Linked DNA regions of Mus musculus: region 2 is linked to region 1. A link is a contact called in public HiChIP or PLAC-seq data. All regions are on one chromosome and are shown on one strand. The core of a region is the stretch at or near the end of the contact, and the rest is flanking DNA. Distances in the headings are between cores, read along the strand shown.

Region 1 (2,879 bases), core at 271-2,770:
ACTGAGAGCTTCTAGTCACCCAAAGATGTAAAGTTTAGGAGTAGTGAATGTTCATGGTTCAGAGATAATGAGGAGGAATACAACTAGAGCCCAGTAAACTCTAGATAATTATTATTGTGATCACTTGCCATTCGCTTCCGTTAGTTTCTAAAATGTATTTTTGGACAACTAGTTAATAGAAAACCCTTATTCCAAATTTCAGTTCCTCATTCTTCTGGACATGATTTTAACATTTAGCTATAACACTTATATCTATGTCTATTTCTGGAATGTTGACCAGAGAGGGTGACCAGACAGCACCTAGGTGATTTCTTCTTCTTGTTGGTTTGTCTCAATTAGATTTGAAACAAAACAAAAATAAAGTAAATAAACAAAAGACAACATCAAAGGTTTTCTGTTTTACTTATTGTTTGAGGGTTTTGGCTCTTCATCACTTAACTGTGGCTTGTGTAAGTGGCACCAAGATGTCAAACACAAGCACAAAGAACAAAGCAGACAAAAGCAAGTGTAGACAGGTCTTTAAACATCCACGTAATTCATAGCCTCAGATTGCGTTTGGAATTTGAGTTCTTTATGCACGATGGAAATGAAACAAATAGAAAATTACATGGAACAAATGATAGTTTGAATAAACACTAGATACAGCTCAGTGTGAAAGTCGATGGGTCAGAATCATTTTCTGAACCCGTGCTCCTTCCTTCTGTTGGCACATGGACCTGTTTTTCAGCAGTCCGACAAAGGAAGCCATTTGCAGAGGGAAACATTTTTGTACAGGGGATGGTCTCCAGGAAGGCAGATTTCACTTCTGTTCGGTTGTGCAGCACATTGCTGCTCCAGCTCCTGGTCCTGCTAGTCTGCATGTTGTCACTGGCCCCAGAGGGAAGGAAGACAGATGTGAGGAAACATGAAACCGCAATTACACTCTAAGAATACATTGTATGTTTTGTGTACTTTTAATGTCTTCTTTAGTTATTCATTTTTACAAAATCATTTCCCCACTGTGTATAAACTATTGCGGTAAATAAAGATCAAACAACAAACAAAACTGGGAAGTCAACTGATCACTGCGGGAATTATTTTTAATGTAGGGTCATCTTTCTTCCACACGGTGGCGCCTCGCTGTCAGACTTAAAAACACTGAAACATTGTGGCCACCAACAACTCCAGATGGGCTTCTCTGTGCTAGTAGTTTCATTTTGAAACAGAAAGTCAGTACTTAACAATCGCTATTCTGAGTACCTTTTTGCTCTCAGAAAGAAGAGCTAAGCAGATTCTGACAGGACTTAGGGAAGTCATAGCGCCATGTGCAATGGTTCAGAAACTTTAGTGTGTCAGAATCCCCTGGAAGCCCAAAGAAATAGAGACAGTAGATCACTTCCTAGTTTACAACTTGCAGCATCTGAGACCATACTCTGGGAGACTATTCTGTGACAAATTTTGAGGCCTCGGAATTATGTTCCAGTTCAAACTCAAGTTCAACTTCTGAGATGACTAAATGACCTGGAGTAGGGACATTGGTGATTAACTGAGGCTGGCACCTTCAGGTGGTTGGTATGAGGACAGCTGGAACAGACACAGGTGTCCCGGTACAATATGGGGCTTGGAAGTCTTGTTTTGTTTTATTGAAGACGTCACTTTTATTTGAAGTCAATAGCTGAATCACAAAGTACAAGAACATTCATTCAGGTAAGAAATTTCTTTTAAAACTGTAAATAAGTATTTTAAGCCAGGAGCATCACACGAAGCAGTTAGTATTCTCTGGTACTGACTCTACCCCTCCTTCTCTCTCTTTTGTTTTACCACAAAACTTTATTTTATTCCACTTTTAACATAATGAGTCTTTTTAAAGTTTCAAAACAAAAAGGCATAACTAAGTACCCTTTGTAAACATTAGAAATGAACTAAAATCTAGGTTATTCACTAAAAGTCAGGAGTCAGGCTGGGATCTTAGGTCTTAGGAGAACAAAATAAACCGAACAGCATCTAACAAACAGGGACATCTCTCTGTTTTTACAGCCCCTCTTTCCTGTGCAGCCCACCCTTATGTCTTACACCAAGCAAGGAGAGCAACTCATAAAAATCCCTAGAGCCCCCAATTAGAAGGATTCATTGTCCAACAAGGATGGTCTACATGCTATTCTTTGCCTTTTGAAGGAATTAGAAACACTCTCAGACCATTTAAAAATATTCTTATATTCTGACAAGTGGGGCTGATAGATCCATTCTAGTAGCTCCCCATCTGGCAGACCTCATACCTCAGAGGCTAAGACGGATCCTTCTCCGTAGTACTTAGTATGGTGATTTGAATGCAAACATTCCTCATAGATGCAGATGTTTGAATATTTAGTCTCCAATTGGTGAAGCTGTTTGTCATGCTTAAGAAGTGTCTTAGTCAGGGTTTCTATTCCTGTATAAACATCATGACCAAGAGGCAATTTGGGCAGCACTTGGGAGGCAGAGGCAGGCAGATTTCTGAGTTCGAGGCCAGCCTGGTCTACAGAGTGAGTTCCAGGGCAGCCAGGGCTACACAGAGAAACCCTGTCTCGAAAAACAAAAACAAAATCAGAAAAAGAAGCAAGTTGGGCAGGAAAGGGATTCAGCTTACACTTCCATACTGCTGTTCATCACCAAGGAAGTCAGGACTGGAACTCAAACAGGTCAAGAAGCAGGAGCTGATGCAGAGGCCATGGAGGGATGTTCATTACTGGCTTGCTTCCCCTGGCTTGCTCAGCCTGCTCTCTTATAGAACCAAGACTACCAGCCCTGGGATGGTCCCAGCCACAAGGGGCCTTTCCCCCTTGATCACTAATTGAGAAAATGCCTTACAGTTGGATCTCATGGCGGCATTTTCTCAACTGAAGATCCTTTCTCTGTGATGA
Region 2 (2,879 bases), core at 116-2,615, 350 kb after region 1:
GAATCTTTGGAGACTATACTTGAACTTTCCAGGCTTCTGGGAGGCCTGTTGGGCTTGCGTTTCCTGAGTAGACAGAGCAGGCTGCTTTCACTAACAGGCAAACACCACAAGAACATTGGCAGTGATGCTGAGCTCATGTTAGTTGTTAGTTGTACCACACTGACGATGGTGGTGAGGTCATAGTAATTAGAATACATTGTCAGTGATGTTTTTTTATGCTATACCTCACTGATGGTGGTAGTGAGCTCATGTTAGAACATATCGATTGTGTTGGTGACTTAATGTGAGGTCATGCCAGTTATAACACATTGGCAAATGGCATTGAGTTCACATTAAACTGGAAGTTGTACATCGTACACACATTACTTGAGAAAATCACTTGCCCCTTTGTCAAACTTTCTACCTTTCATTTAGTTTGGGATATTTAATAAACTGTAAGTAGGCCTATGATTTTCTATTTGGGGGACAGAGTTGATTTACAGATCATAACTCTTGGTCCAATCATCTATAAGAACAAAATACCATCTCAAATGTACATTTCTTTTCTTTTAAATAATGTAACATATTTAGCATATTGTAACAGGTTTGCAGAAGCAGGTAGTTATCTATGAAGCAGTTATTAAGGCCTGGCATCCTCTAATTGTTTGAAAAAAGGGAAGTCAGCAAATGGAGGATTTGCTGATGACTTCAGGTAGCTAAGATATTTGAACTTCTAAGTCATTAATTAGAAAGACACTGTGTGGGCTGCTAATCTGCCATACCATGGTTGCCATGTAATTTCATCTTTTAAGGTTACTCTCTCAGAAAAGTGGGGACTTCCATGAAAGTGAGTGAATGCTAACAAGTCGAAGAAGTACTGCTGGAAGCCCTTGGTCCTTGGTGAAAGCCTCCAGACCTGAGAGTAATGTCTTAACAATGTGCCTTCCCCATACGCTACTATGCATTTAAGTTGGGGAAAAGCTGTTTTGTTTTTTTCTAAAGGAACATACAGAACAGCTAAAGAGTGACAAATAATAATTTCTAAAACTCAGGGATTGACATTTAATAAAAGTGGGGGTTTAAAGGTGTCATGAATATGTATGAAAAGAGGAACCCAGGTTCCTGTCCGACTGTGGTCGGCTTCCACAGAGGAGCTGGGAGGAACTTGAGTGATGGACTCAGACCTGACAGACAGACCTGGAGAAGCCCTGCTTCACATTTCTGTTTCCCTCTGCTTCCATACCCTGGGTCTTTGTGTGCCAAATCCTATTCCTAAACTTATCTTTTCTCAGCACCCTCTGAACACTTCTCAAGCAGATCTCAGCTGTGCTGCCTCCGTTCTAGTCTCCAGGGAGGGAAGCCACAGCAGATGGGGTTAGGGCAGAGGGCTGACGCATCTGACAGCAAACGGCGGTGAGGCTGCAGAGTAGAAACTATGAGCGTCAGGAAGCTCCTTCTCCCAGGAGACCCAACTAACCACTGAAGAAAGTTGAAAATGAGCCCTTTGAGAAACGCTATTAAAAGTAGTAAAAAAATGCGATTGTGCAGATGACGTGCTGCTGTGTGCTTATTCGGATGCTAATGAGTTTGACATTAGGGAACTCAGAGGCTTTACAGCTACTCCCTTATGCGATTCCGTTCTTTATTGGCAATCTTTGAGAAAATAAATGGAAAATGTATTGCTAATAAATACATAACACGATAGGGCATTAGACAGAAAGCCATTACTTTCAGGATTTAGAAAGAGCTTTGTTCACCAGTATGACTGCTTCCAGGATCTTTTGTTTTAGGTTGGTGTGTGGCAAACAAAGGGAACTAAGCAGGTGGAAAGCTCCAGAACTCTCTCTATCAAGAGCACAGCAGAATAGGCCAAAAACATTTTTTTTAAGTTATGATCAAACACAAAATCAGAACTCCCTAGCTGTGGTACTACTTTTCCATTCTTCTACTTGGGCAGTGTGTGAGAGTTTGCTTCCTGCGTCTTCTGCACAGCCACAGTTGCTGACATGAGTTGAAAAAGCATCTGTTTTGTGTCTGGTCAAAGCTTGCAAGGAGCAGGCGTGTGTGGGTGAGAGGCTGCTGCTTCAGGACACTGCACTAGGTAAAAGGCCAGCAACAAAAGTCTCCTGCAAAGAAGGTTGGAAGCTTGTGACTTAAAATGTCAGAACTGCCAACTATAAACATTTAACCATGGGCATGTGTGCATGTGGCATTGGTACAGCAGGGCCCTCTCTAGGATTCTAAGTGCACTACCCTGGCTTTCAATGTCTTTTTTTTTTCTCCCACCCTAGAACCAAATAGGGGAGATGCAGCCTTGTGTAGTTACTTGATGGTAAAATAAACGGAAAACAGGTTGTTTCCTTGAAAAGTGAATTAAAACGCTAGACGTGGGATTAATAACAACTTCTGCTGGCCATTTCAGAACAGCTCAGGTAACAAGGGAGCAGTCTGTTGCTTGCAGCTTCTTCATTAGGGCTCATTTCTTTTTGATGGCTAAGAGTAATAATAGGCATAATAGGACTAGGGATATAGCTCAATGGTAAAGTGCTTGCCTACCATGCATAAGGTTCTGGCTTCAATCCCTAATACTACAGAAAATGAATCATGAAATTATTATTAATAATACAATTTGTAATATAACAATGTTATTCTTCTTGTAATTTGGCCAACCAAATTATAGGTACAAGATGCCAACATGTCCTCTGTCATTCACTAAGGTTCCTTTAAATAAGCAATTTTCTGGTCCAGCCTAATATGCTTTCTTTCTTTTACTTTTTCTCTCACTATTTCAAAATTTCCTACTAAATTGAACAAAAATATTGAGTCCCTCTGAGGGGTCACAGTTGGCACATTCAGGTTAACTTCAGAAAGAGTGGTGTGATCTCAGTTTTATAAAAAAA

What was found. HiChIP or PLAC-seq counts read pairs in DNA pulled down with a chosen protein or histone mark.
Region 2: a RAD21 HiChIP or PLAC-seq map of pro-B cells shows a contact between it and region 1, with 6 times the contacts expected there. The contact joins two enhancer-like sites. A contact is called at or near these places in 2 of 15 datasets of contacts at CTCF or cohesin (large pre-B cells and pro-B cells), 3 of 484 Hi-C or Micro-C datasets (the 63-12 cell line, the C10 cell line and large pre-B cells) and 3 of 115 datasets of contacts at active chromatin or transcription factors (bone marrow-derived macrophages, differentiating embryonic stem cells and large pre-B cells).

The regions. Positions count from the first base shown.
Region 1 is chr1:6,405,406-6,408,284 of GRCm38.p6, forward strand. No RefSeq gene overlaps it. Among named protein-coding and RNA genes, the nearest start is that of Alkal1, 48 kb to the left of the region's middle. Within about 2 kb of position 1,521, at least 58 of the 459 cell types and tissues checked have an H3K27ac peak or open chromatin away from gene starts, as enhancers often do. A contact at or near this core is called in the 63-12 cell line and pro-B cells, where this site is marked.
Region 2 is chr1:6,759,421-6,762,299 of GRCm38.p6, forward strand. The region is part of intron 2 of St18 (suppression of tumorigenicity 18); the gene reads left to right. Among named protein-coding and RNA genes, the nearest start is that of St18, 31 kb to the left of the region's middle. Within about 2 kb of position 1,366, at least 51 of the 459 cell types and tissues checked have an H3K27ac peak or open chromatin away from gene starts, as enhancers often do. A contact at or near this core is called in the 63-12 cell line and pro-B cells, where this site is marked.